Linked DNA regions of Mus musculus: regions 1, 2 and 4 are each linked to region 3. The links are chromatin contacts, called in public HiCAR-type, HiChIP or PLAC-seq and promoter capture Hi-C maps. All regions are on one chromosome and are shown on one strand. Each heading gives the region's core, a stretch centred on a gene start, on an enhancer-like site or on the middle of the called end of the contact. The rest is flanking DNA. Distances are from core to core; before and after follow the strand shown.

Region 1 (3,095 bases), core at 317-2,816, 620 kb after region 3:
TGCACTACAAAGCATGTTGGAAAGGTGGATGAAAGACTGAATTTGCTTCTTCCCCGTCTCTAGAAACTCAACTCTTCTGTATATCTTCCTTTGGATAACTTGGAGCCCAAAGAAACTACAGTAGAAAGGCAAAGAGCAGTGTAAGGTGACAAGGGGTGTGGCAAACAAGAGACATATAGGTCTTGCTTCTGCTTCCTGAGCTGGGTGCTGATGAAACCAGAGTTCCTTCCACTCTGCAAACTCACTGAGCATACACACACAGTCCGCACACTTTCTCACATATACTGCAGAAGTACTGTATACACTAGACTTGAATTGAACATTTGTCACAAAAATAGTTTCCATTTAGCCCACACAGGCAGGAGCAGTTACTCTGCATCCTAACGTGTTGCACTATGAGAAGATAGACAAGATGACCCAGCCACCCTGGAGCTGCTTCTTTCACCATCATTGACACATGATGAAAAGCGCCAGTGTTCCCAACACCAGGACCAGAATGATAATCAGAGCATGGGCAAAGTTGCCGCAGGCCTTCAGGAAAAGGCCATCGAGTGAAGCTTTGCCACAAGGGGATGGAACTGAGTCAATGGCACTGCAGGGTTGGTGTTGACAGCAAGGAGAATGAAGGTAGCTCTGGGTGGGCTCATACTTCAGACACAGCATTTGCAAAGAAGCTGCTGGTGGATTAGATTCCTTCAATTCAATAGCCAGTATTTTCTGATAATATCTTCTCAAATACAGTTGCAGGGAATTATGGTCCTGTTAAAACAGACTGTAAGGACTTCCCAGCAATCCCTCATTTTAAGCTGTTCTTTTCCTTTCTTGTTTAATCTAACATGAACATAAACGTGGTCCACACAGTAATTGATTGGCAGCTAAGGACAATGAGTATCTGTATCATCAGTGACAAGTTGCCAATCACATATTGAAATTAAAAAAAAAAAAAAAAAAGACCAAAGCCTAGACTAGGGTGTGTTGGCTAAAGTGACAGAAGAAATTACTATGACCTCCACTTGATAAGTAAGTGAACGCAAGTCTCCTTGAGAGTTTTTCCTACAGTGCTGGTCTCTCAGGAAGCAAACTGCTTCTTAGGAGGCAGGAAGGAAAATAAAAGCTGTTTGATAACCCACTGCACAAACAAGGTGAGGTAGTCAGCACCTGCATAATAGATCCTTAGGGAAGCTCTTCCAATCCTATGGTCTTTTTCCGAAGTCTCTGAAGTTCCCTGTAAACAAATCACCTGATTCTACTAAGCCACCTGCCTCCATCCCACTGAAAAGAGTTCTGGTAAAGGGCAGCCCAAATGTGCACAGATGACCCTTTCTCTTGGGACCCCAAGAAAAATCCTTTGGTCGAAACATAGACGTGTATTATTTAGTCTCCCAGCAAACACGGAGGGAAACAAGGAAATGAAGGAAATGCAAATCATGAGCTGCCACATAAGATCCTAATTACCATAATTTGACCATCCCCCTTCCTCACTGCCGGAAAGTCAGCCTTCTGGATGAGATGAAGCCAAACAGGGAAGATAACAGCCTTCTGTTCTTTCTCGCCACTGCTTGCCTCTTCCCTTTCTTCCCCTGCTCTGTAAAGGATGTTGATTCTTCCAACCATTTGCAAGCCTCACTTGTGTTAGTGAAAGCTTCGCGTGACTTGATAAAACGAGCTAAAGGAAAGGCAAAGAAAAGGGGAATGAAGCAGACACATGCTGTCCTTTTATTCCCTAAAGCAACTGTCAGTCTCAGGATGATGTCACTGAACCTGCCAGGAATCTCTGTGGAGTCGTTCTTGTTGGGTGCAGGGGCAGCAAATCTAAAAGGTCCAAGTGTTCCATGGTGTGATTTAGAAAAGTATCAATAATTCAGGAAAGACCAATTCAAACTCCCCCTGTCCGGTCACATCAGTAGCATCACTGTCCCTCCGCCTGCACACAACTCCTACAATATTCCTTTTTTCAGGATTATTCCTAGCACTACCTTGTCTCTGACTTTCCCCAAACCATGTGCGCTAAGTTATCTTGGCATAGCTTCTTACATTTATGGTGGTAAATGAGCCAGACTGGGAGATGGACAAAGTGTCTTAACTATTTGAATTCACCTAAAATATGCTCATTAAAATCTAGATCTTAAAAGCATGTCCCTGCCTATGTTAGTGCCAGGGCTTCTGTCTTTTGCCATGACAAGTACCATAAAAATTAAATCCCCTGTCACTCTTCAGCTCATGGATGGGTGTGATGGAATGCTTCCATGACAGCTTTCAATCAGCTAAATAAGGCCTCAATAGTACAGCCCCTAGTCAGGGCTCAAGTGAGCAAGCCATTAAGTCAGTGACAGTACATGCAGACAATGCAGTAGAGGGTCCACTCCAGTGACCTTCATGTTTCATAGCATTTGGCATGGCGGGCTTCATTAGTTTCAACCAGTATGTAGAGGAGATGCAGTTTAGCATGAAAAAAGGTATTTCTTCAAGAAGCAAAGAGGCAGTCTCCTTGTTAGCACTGGGGTGGGAGCTGCTAGCAAAGAAAGGCCAGGAGTGATCCAAGCAGCTACAGGAAACTGGCAGGAGTAAATGATTATTGGACCACTTTTGAAGGTCATGAAGTGAGGAAGAAAGGGGAGGGATACATATGTTACCAGGCCTTTGAAGTCCATATTCTATTTCCAAGTACACTGTAAAGAGAAAGAAAAGGCAGCCAGGAAGGGAGGAATAATGAGGCCAAGTTGGAAGCTGAGGCTGCAAAGCGAAAAGGGAAGATGGCTGAATGTCTCTAAGCGAGCACAGAATGCAGATGGTTTGGCTGCAGGTGACAGAAACCTCCGTTAAAGAGTCTGAAACATGGAAAACACTTTGGAACCAGGAAAACATGGCTGACACAATTTTATCAAGGACCTGTCGTCTTTTCTTGGATCCTGGTGTCAGGTTCATCATGTAGCTGGTTCCCTGCTTGGTCAGAAAATGGCTACTGTTCTCAACTGAATTTCCATCTTTCTCATTGGCATCCAGGGAATGTGATGGTGATAGGGGTGGTCTCCTAGGAGAATGACCGTGAAGAATAGTAGGAATATTTCCAAAACCCTCTGTAAAGTTCTTACGGC
Region 2 (3,226 bases), core at 638-3,137, 840 kb after region 3:
GCATCTGTATCAGGCACACACAAACACACATATAAATAAAGGTAAATCTTTTTTTTTAATTGAAGGTGGGGACCTGCAGAGGTACTTAGTGCTTAAGAGTGCTGGCTGCTCTTGCAGAGGCATAGGCTCCATTCTCAGCATCCACATGGTGGCACTCAGTACCAGGGAATCTAATGCCCTCGTCTGACCTTCCTGGGCATCTGGTAATACATGTGGTGCTCAGTCATGCAAGTAAGCAAAACACTCATACACATAAGTAAATAAAAACATTTTTTTCAAAGACTTATTTATTTTTATTTTATGTGGATGAGTGTTTTTGCAGGCTCTTATGTCTAAGCCACATTTGTCCATTAGCAGAGGAGGCCAGAAGAGGGTATCAAATCCCCTCAAACTGGAGTTCGAGATACCTGTTAGCCATCATGTAGGTGCTGGGATTTGAACTCACACACGTTAAAAGAGCAGCCATATCCTGTCTTCAAAATGAAAAATTAAATAAATGAATAAATAACTGACAGGAGGGGCAAAGCCTATTGTTCCAAAGTTTCTGTGGGCCTTGGGCATGCTAGGTTATGGGGTCTGGTAAGCAGAGGTGGAAAGGTTTCTAAATGAGCAGAGCCTTGCCCTTTGATATAGTTGCCAACAACCACATTTTCTGTTCTGGGCACAGTGCCATCAAGGGTCTCAGCCACCCTCCCCCACCTTAGTGAGAAAGTATCTGCTAGCGTCTAGCAGGGTCGATGCAGGCAAGGACCAGAGTGAAAAGGAGTTCTGAGCCTGGCTTCCCTGTGGTGCACTCGGACATACATCTTCCAACCGTCATCATCTTACTCCTCTTGTCTCTGACCCCTCCTTGACCAAAGGCAACTACATCTCAGTTCCTTACTATTCGGGAGCTACTCAACAATTACACTAAGAGAGCTTCTGAGCTGGGTGGGCATGGTGGCACAAGGGCATCCCTGTAATCCCAGCACTTAGGAAGGAAAGTCAGGAGGCTCACACAAGTTCAGGGCCATCCTCAGTTGTGTGGCTGAGTTCCAGGCTATGTTACAGAGACCCCTGCCACAAAAATAAATAAATAAATAAATAAATAAATAAATAAATAAATAAATAGATAGATAGATAAATAAATAAATAAATAAATAAATAAATAAATAAAGCGAGGGAGGGAGGGAGAGGGGAGGGGAGAGGGGAGGGGAGAGGGGTGGGGGTGGGGGAGGGGGAGGGGTGGGGGAGGGGGAGACTGGTTTAGAACTTTGCCCTGACTCTGATCTTAATTCCTCCTGGCAATGGGCAAGCTGTTTCTTTTCTGAGGAATGCGAAAAGAGAATGAGAGATTTGTTATGGTGACAGGAAGATTCCAGATCAGAGGCAAAGCCCCTCTAGGGTACATACCATCTGGGGATAGTCCCTAGAAAAGTAGATACCTGCGCTAATTTAAATGTTTAACAGGAATGCAGGTGCAGATGAACAAAAGGTAGTTTCCATTAGGTAGAAATGTTTTTTTTTTCCACTTCCTGTTTCTAGTCTCTTTTTCAGTGTTCCTGTACGAAACCACGGAGTTTCAGAAGCAGATGAAATCTATCAGCGGCCTGCCCCAAGCTCCGTCAACCCTGCCAGGCTGAATGGTGCTGATTGTTCGCAAAGGGCGGGCATTTCTCTGCAAACAGAAAAGCCTGCTCAAGAAATGCCACTCACCGCCCTGTATCAGTCTCAATATTGAGTCTGAATGATTTCCCGATGGCGACTTGACCGAAATGGAAAAATATTTTTCCGTTGCAATTCCCCCGGTACTGACTGGTGTTTCATCCTCTTCCGGTCCTTGTGAGACAGCAAGAGCAGACAGAGCTTCAGCAGTGTTGATCTTCAGCTCTGAGAACAGAAGATGGGTGGGGTGCTGCGTTGCCACGCAACCAAAGGCAACACAGCTGCAGATCTCTGCCAGCTGGGCCAGCCCATTCAAACCGCAGGGAGTTTCAAATGGCTGTGTCCCCTAGGGACTGGGCTTAGCAAGCCCAGGGGGAAAAGTCAGCATTCAAATGGCTTCGATGACGATGACGCAGAGGAAGCCAAGAGGACGCTGTCAAAGCCTAGTCATCATTGACTCGAAGTTAGTATACTTGAACAGGAAAGAACTGCCAAGATCAGACAGGCAGGACACACACACACCTTTCTTTTAAACTTTAAAAGTTATTCTCTTTAAAAGAAACGTAGTTGCTTTTTAAAAAGCTATACAAAGTTCTTAATGTTTCTTTGGCAACAGAATAGAATGAAATTTTACAACTATATAAAATGTTTATTTACCGGTGTGTGTATAGCTGACTGACAAAGCTGTCTACCACCCAGCACCCTAACTGCTGAAATAAGCTACCTCATATTATAGCATCTCCAAACAGAATGAGAAGGGTACAGAGACTGGAACTTGTCTGTAGACTAGGAGGTGACTTTATTATCTTTCCTATAGTCAAAATCTGCACTCTCTGCTCCATGATGCCTCTGAATCCACTTGAGGGGCAGTGATGGTCCCTCCTCGGCCACTACCACGTACCCTGCCATATGAAAGCCAACACTTCTCTGCCTTGGTAGCTCCATGGCCACCATCTGGACAAATTGGGGTTCCGAACATTTCAGCATCTAACCTTTCTTCAGCCTAACTCGGGCTCCTTTCTCCAGTATCACCATAAGCAATACTATCAAAGAATGATTTCATTTGGTCATGTTATTAGTTGGGTCTCAGCAGGTCTTCGGCAGCATCTCCTTCACTGGTTAAGTACCAGCTTGTGAGTCTCCTGTATCTTCATCCACAAGCTTGTCCTGTTTCTCAGGTTTCTCTTCTTCTAATTTAAGTTTATTATGAGACACTCTGTCCGTTTCCTCCTTGTTAAATTGTGTGTATGCACTTGTCTTCCTCAGATTTCACTGGACCATCTCATGGATACCAAATCTTCCTCTACCACCTTGATGAGCCCCACTTCCTCCCCTCAGAGCAGAAGGAACACTTGGGACTAGAAGCCGCTTGTATAATTTCTTTGTCACTCATTTTGTTTCCCAGTCTTGGGATTTTGTGTGCTTCAGCTTTCTCCCTTCCTCCCTTCCTCTCTTTCTTCTCCTCTCCCCACCCCCCAACCCCAGGAATTCACTCTGTAACCACGGGAGGGAGAAGAGTTTGGCTGCTATGTGATGAAGGGAGTCTGAGATACAGGCTCCCAGTCCTCTCCTCAAATCACCA
Region 3 (2,969 bases), core at 247-2,746:
TCAGTTATGTTCTCTCTTCCCACGAGGGCAAAACTAACCAGCATGCTCCCCTTTTAAACAACGTTCACATTGTCACCTAGAGTTGAAATGAACTCTGACTCCACTGTCACTTAACTTTTCCCCAACATGTGCCACAAGACTGAATCTGGCACAGTGCCACACACAGAGCCAGTGCTCAGAAAATACACACTTGCTAAACATATAAATTAGTCTTCTACGAGCATAGCTAGCTCTTTTTTCTTCTGTAGCTATTTGCTATAGTGGTTCTTTGTATTTCCCACATGCAAACTTCCTTGAAGAAAAATATTGTTTTTGTTAGATGTAGTATTAAATAAGAGCAAAGGTGAAGCCTTTTCTGGGACCCACTGCTAAATCAGCCCTACCTATCTTATTTTGCTAATAAAGTATTCCTCAAAAAAAGAGGAGTACTTTTGGTTAGAATAATCTGGGTTTATCAAGTCCAATGAAGGAATGTACAGAGCATAAACAATTATACATTTCAATAATATAGGTAACTATAACTGAAAGCATTATAACTAGGAACTACAGATGCAGCTGACCTCTAGAATTGCTAACATGACGCCTTTTAGATGGAGGGAAGTACTTTTCCATGACTATTTCATCTGCCACCACAGACGCACTGGATCCGACACTCTGCTGGATGAAAGTACATTTCTAAAGGAAGACTAAATGGCTATTTGTATTTGCTCATCTCCCAGATAAGATCCAAGTGCAATCAATTCTAATTAATGAGCACAATGCAAGGCAACTGAGAGAAATGAATGTTACTTCAGCCTGTGTTCACTTCAGAGGCTAACCTCTCCCCTCTAAATCATCTCATCTGGTCGGCAGGGAGAGAAACCCAAGCGAGACTTCTCCTGGCTTTTATAATTCTAGAAAAGCTGAAGGATTTTAAAGGCTAAACCACAGCGTTACCCTAATTGGCCTTGAAGCCAATCACCTCTCTGTATTTGACCCAATCTATACCTCACTACAACGGGCGAACTGGCGTTTAGTAAACACTCTGCAAACAGACTTCCTACCCAAACCCTGTTCTGCAGCAACTTGCAGTAGCTATTTGGGGCTCACATAATCTCCAAAGTGTGGTCCAAGTAAAAGGAGCACTTCCTAGCCGACGTCCTGTAGAGCAGGCCAGCTCTTCCTCTGCAGTCTCCTTTAAAATAGACTGAGAAGTTTCTTTGGGTAAGTGTGGGGCAGTCATACCGCACCTCCATCTTAACATAAGGGGGATAGCCTACCGCCTCGCAATCCACACAGTACTCCCCCCAAACGGAACGGATCCAGGACGCATTCGCCTCTGGCATTTGGGAAGCAGTCTGACTACAATACCTCTCCAAACAGGGACTGCAAAGTGGACACTTGGGCCTCTCGACAGAGGACCATGCTCTCCAAGTGAGACATTTTGGCGGGCACCACCTGATACTGCAGAGCAGTTGGCCTCCGGTCAGCCCTGCGCCACTCAGGCGTGGTTCACGTAGAACAACCGCAAGCTTTCCGGCCGGAAGCCTGGGCTGGGGGCGGAGCCAGCGCGGTCGAGTGACGTCAGGGAGCCGCGCGACAACGTGGGCCGCTCTAGTCTCCAGGCGGCGGTGCTCAGTGGTCGGTTACTGGTAAGTGGTTATCGCTTCCCACTCTGGCCTGAGCTTTCCAGCCTGAAACCCTTACACAAGCTGAAGGGCGACCTGGGGGCACCTCACCGCCCACCTTCTGTGTCTTCAGTTCCCTCCAGAAAGCCGCACACATAAAAGTACCGACAGAAACGAGTATTCTTTAAAAAAAAATTGGTTTTCCTCTGGCAAGAAAGTGGACAATGGGAACTCTGTGGAACTAACTAAATAAAATCATTTGTTTGTCTTTGCAAGCTTGAAACTAGATGTGGAAGTATTCGAGTGTTAGTGAGGGTAATCAGTAAAATTAACGTTGTCCTTGCACATTTATAGGACACCTGGAAGAAGAAAAGCCTTGAAATGAAAGAATGTATAGGAATAAGAAAATTCGTGTCCAAAGAGAGGGCTTTGGGTCCTGAAAAAAAAATTTGGTCTGGAAACATTGACTCAACTTTTTCTGAATTTTGAGATGTTGGGAGAATCTTTGAACCGTTTATTTATAAACTTCCTTATATAGAACATAAGGACTATAGTAGAGTATTTTTAAGAATAAAAGATAATGTACGCAGTGTCTGCTACACATAGATTTCATAAACAGTGCAAAAAGACAAGGAAAACACGGCACCCATATTAGAAAGAGGCCCATTATGTATTATTGAACAATACAACTGCCTGTGGAGGAAATCTAATTACCACACACACACACACACACTTTGGTTCCAAAGTGGTTGTACAAGTTTGAATTACTACCTGCAATGAAGAAGTATTCCCCTTACTCCACAGCCTCTACCATAAGTAGTTAGTGACAATCCTTTCCCAATCTGTAGGCTGCTGTTTGGTCCTGTTGATAGAGCCCTTTGCCTTACAGAAGCTTTTCAGTTTCATGAGGTCCCATTTATCAATATTTGATCTTAGAGCCTGAGCCACTGGTGTTCTATTCAGGACATTTTCCCTATGCCAGCGTGTTCATGGCTCTTCCCCACTTTCTCTTCTATTAGACTCAATGTATCCGGTTTTATGTTGAGATCCTTGATCCACTTGGACTTGAGGTTTGTGCAAGATGATAAATATGGATCTATTTTCATTCTTCTACATACAGACTGCCAGTTAGACCAGCACCATTTATTGAAGGTGCTTGCTTTCTTTCTTTCTTTCTTTCTTTCTTTCTTTCTTTCTTTCTTTCTTTCTTTCTTTCTTTTTCACTGTATAATTTTGGCTTCTTTTTCAAAGATCAAGTGTTCATAGGTATGTGAGTTTGTTTCTGGGTCTTTGATTCATTTACTTTGATCTGTGAGTCTGTTTTTGTATCAGTATCACACAGGTGTTTTGTATCACTGTTGC
Region 4 (2,994 bases), core at 390-2,889, 880 kb after region 3:
TATTAACACAAACGGCTTCATATTTAGTTCTTTTTCTAAGGAAAAAAAAATGATGTTAGGATAAAGGAGCAAGGGAATTGACAGAGAAACAAAAAAGGTTATTCCACAATTATACAAAATGTCCATTTTAATAGATAAGCAGGAACAAAAAGCTTTGAATTTGTTAAACTCTTTGTAATACATAACTCCATTTAAAATACTGACTTTCGCTCATTCTCATTGTTACCTAATAACAAAAATGCTACAAACCAAATCTTGATTTCCAACTACAAAGAGTCTACCGCTAAAAATAAACATAAATTAACATAACCATGGCCCAGGTTAATGAAGTTTCTAGGCCTAGTAGGCATTCATTTTCTCTCAGCACCAAATACAGTGTTTTGTTGAAATAGTACCCAGGCAGAGCCTGTAATCCTAGCAATAGGAGGGTGGGCAGGAGTATGAGTTCCAAGCTAGTCTAGGCTATTAAATAGCAAAACCCATTCGAGCCCTCATTCCCATCCCTAAGTCCCACTAAAAATACGTTTTATGCTATTGCAAATGTGCTTTAAAGACGCAGGATAGAGAGCTTTAACGAATATTTACCAGAAGCATTTGTAATTCCATTTTTTATTTTTAAAAGGACGACAAAATGCAACGTGAAGTATAGAAAATGACCTTTCAGTTTCATACAGAACAAAATACTAAAATTACTAAGAATACTTATATTTGAAAAGGCAACCCTCACCAGTAAGATTACTTAAACTCTCTCACGGGATGTACAGACAGGGAGGGTAATGAACACAAAGAATCTAAGGAGAAGGTTTGACAGGGCCCTTCCGTTCAGACTGTGATGCAGTCCTTAATCGCTGTCTGCCTAGAAACCCTAAGTGTTCCTGGGTGTTATTCACTTGCTTTCAAACTCTGAGAATGCTGTAGTCTTCTATTCAGACCCCCCAAACTTTATGTTTTGTCTGAAATAATCAACACTCCTACCTGTGGTGCCTTCAGAGCCTAACCTGTCCTTGTTACCCATACCAGTGACACTCAGGGCCTCCTAGTTGGCTTACAGGAGGGAACTGCCACCTTACGTAAGCATACTTTGCAAGGAGAAAGGCAGATATAAGAAGGCGTCAAACCTTCTCCTCCACCAGTGGCTGGCACACCCCGAAAGGAGTGTCCTTTCAGGGGCTCCCCCCCCCCCCGCAGCAGTTCTGCTGCGGGGAGTGGGGGAGGGGAAGAGCTTTCAAACAGTCATCTCTTCCTCTTCGGGCAGCCAACGCCGACCGCACCACCATCTCCTCCGCCCAAACCCGGTCCCCTCCCCCGCCCTGCCTGGGTCCCCGCCAAACCCCACAGGAATGCAGCCGGTCACATGCGCTGCGGCGGCGGTGGACGTGCCTCTCCCCCCGCGCCCCAAGGAGACCCAGCGCCATCTTGCCCTGACGCAGTTACAAAAGTCACAGGAGAAATTGCGCCTCCACGGCCGCACCAGCGCCCCAAAGTCTCGCAGAGGCCGAGCCAGGGCCCTCACCTCGCGCAGGGAGAGGAGCAAAAGGTCGGGGAAGAGCCTTGCGACTTCCTTCGGCACTGCTTGGGTTCCACAGAAGACGCGGCGACAACGATCACCGTCATCACTTCTCACTCTCTGCCTTTGCAACAGCCACCCCCGACGACTCTGGCCCCACCCGCTGCTGCAGCATGAGGTCATCGTCAGCCAATCCCTACGCGCCCGACAGAAATCACCAGACGCCGATTGGCTGCCGACACCGCCTCTGCCTCTCCCCACTCCTCTTACGGAGCACCCAAGGTCGTGCTGCGGGCCAAGAAGACGGAAACCGCCATTCCGGGGAAAGGCCCCCAAAGCCAGATCCGTAATCGCTGTGTGATTTTAGTGGAGAACCCTGTTTTGTTCCTTGGCCTCCCCTTTTCGGTTCGAGAAACCAGCTCTGTCCCTCCCTCGTTTAATCACCGCCACACAAACGAACTCCCGCTCCCCGCCCAGCACACTGTCCCGCGGCGGGGAATCCTTCCCCGGTGCTAAGAAGTATAGGAGGCGGCGGCAGCGACTGCACCGGCAGCGGCAACGGCAGCTTTTACCCCATACACGGTGGCAGGGAGGCGGCGCTGACGATGGCTGCAATTTTTTCTGCGGCTTCTCCCCCCGACCTCTTGCGTTTCTCGCTCCTCCATCGAGACAGCGCGGGACTCGCCAGCTCCGCTTTTATCCGGTGCCCGGAGCCTGCGCACTGGAGCCTCCTCAGCCACTAGTGGGCGTCGAGTGACAATCCGACCGGGCTCACCCTGAGCTGGCAGGCCAGGCCGGGGGGAGGGGGCTGCCGGGACTGAGGCTGCTTGGGGGGTAGGAGCAAGTGCATCACCTTAGGAAGTGATGGGAGGGGGGTCGTCCCCGTCCCTGCTGTCATCCTTCTACCCACTAGTAGCATCCTCACGCTCACCTACATCCAGGCTTGAGGGCTACTCGGGGACAACGGGTAAAGAGCCAAGCCCACCAGCTAGCAAGACCTCCCCAACCGTCGGCGGATGGATGAATGCACCTGTTGTGGGAAAGACGGAGTGTCTGGCCAGCTCGCGGCCTCTAGCGTGACGTCTCCACGCCTCGGCGGAGAGGCCGCGTCGGGCCGCAGCCCATAACCAAGATGGCGGCGAGTAGCTTCGTCCCCTCCCCCCTGCCCCTGCGGAGCGGGGCGGGCGGGCCCCGTGCGCTTGCCGCCGCCGCCGCCGCCGCTGCCGCCGCCGCCGCCGCCGTCGCCGCCGCCATTTTCCCAGAGCGAGAAGCAGTGACACTGAGCGGGCGCAGGGGGCCGAGTCGGAGATCGAGCCTGCGTTCGGGAGCGGCAGCAGAGGGGGCATAGACACTCGGAGCAGCCTCAGCGTCTCCTCGTCATTCCTGCCGTGGCCCGCAGTGCCCGACTCTTGGGTTCCCACTGAAGACGCTGCGCGCTGCTGCTTGGGGAGGGGGTGTGGAGTCGGTTCTGCGACCGCAGTGGCTGT

Evidence for each region. Promoter capture Hi-C pulls out the DNA fragments that hold promoters and counts their contacts. HiCAR-type assays count read pairs that join an accessible place to other places. HiChIP or PLAC-seq counts read pairs in DNA pulled down with a chosen protein or histone mark.
Region 1: a contact with region 3 is called in an H3K27ac HiChIP or PLAC-seq map of oligodendrocyte precursor cells, with 5 times the contacts expected there. The contact joins the enhancer-like site here to the promoter of Orc5 in region 3. A contact is called at or near these places in 5 of 39 promoter capture datasets (the 3T3-L1 cell line, the SN4741 cell line, liver and 1 more), 2 of 115 datasets of contacts at active chromatin or transcription factors (large pre-B cells and oligodendrocyte precursor cells) and 1 of 9 other capture datasets (adipose tissue).
Region 2: a HiCAR-type map of astrocytes shows a contact between it and region 3, with 6 times the contacts expected there. The contact joins the enhancer-like site here to the promoter of Orc5 in region 3. A contact is called at or near these places in 7 of 39 promoter capture datasets (the 3T3-L1 cell line, the C10 cell line, cranial neural crest and 3 more), 1 of 484 Hi-C or Micro-C datasets (pre-B cells), 6 of 115 datasets of contacts at active chromatin or transcription factors (astrocytes, embryonic stem cells, large pre-B cells and 2 more) and 1 of 9 other capture datasets (embryonic stem cells).
Region 4: a promoter capture Hi-C map of the HPC-7 cell line shows a contact between it and region 3. The contact joins the promoter of 5031425E22Rik here to the promoter of Orc5 in region 3. A contact is called at or near these places in 14 of 39 promoter capture datasets (the C10 cell line, the HPC-7 cell line, HPC-7-derived erythroid cells and 8 more), 5 of 115 datasets of contacts at active chromatin or transcription factors (astrocytes, embryonic stem cells, extraembryonic endoderm stem cells and 1 more) and 1 of 9 other capture datasets (embryonic stem cells).

What each region holds. Positions count from the first base shown.
Region 1 is chr5:23,164,540-23,167,634 of GRCm38.p6, forward strand. All of the region lies in intron 2 of Lhfpl3 (lipoma HMGIC fusion partner-like 3), which reads left to right. Among named protein-coding and RNA genes, the nearest start is that of Gm17434, 150 kb to the right of the region's middle. Within about 2 kb of position 1,567, at least 25 of the 459 cell types and tissues checked have an H3K27ac peak or open chromatin away from gene starts, as enhancers often do. A contact at or near this core is called in oligodendrocyte precursor cells, where this site is marked.
Region 2 is chr5:23,385,169-23,388,394 of GRCm38.p6, forward strand. It overlaps 5031425E22Rik (RIKEN cDNA 5031425E22 gene), which reads right to left. Exons shown (of 3, transcript NR_165300.1): 2 at 1-4. Among named protein-coding and RNA genes, the nearest start is that of 5031425E22Rik, 47 kb to the right of the region's middle. Within about 2 kb of position 1,888, at least 405 of the 459 cell types and tissues checked have an H3K27ac peak or open chromatin away from gene starts, as enhancers often do. A contact at or near this core is called in astrocytes, embryonic stem cells, hippocampal neurons and 4 more, where this site is marked.
Region 3 is chr5:22,548,842-22,551,810 of GRCm38.p6, forward strand. It overlaps Orc5 (origin recognition complex, subunit 5), which reads right to left and starts at 1,497. Exons shown (of 14, transcript NM_011959.3): 1 at 1,351-1,497. The coding sequence starts at 1,422. It overlaps 6030443J06Rik (RIKEN cDNA 6030443J06 gene), which reads left to right and starts at 1,572. Exons shown (of 3, transcript NR_102315.1): 1 at 1,572-1,631.
Region 4 is chr5:23,431,697-23,434,690 of GRCm38.p6, forward strand. It overlaps 5031425E22Rik (RIKEN cDNA 5031425E22 gene), which reads right to left and starts at 1,640. Exons shown (of 3, transcript NR_165300.1): 1 at 1,514-1,640. It overlaps Kmt2e (lysine (K)-specific methyltransferase 2E), which reads left to right and starts at 2,768. Exons shown (of 26, transcript NM_026984.2): 1 at 2,768-2,994.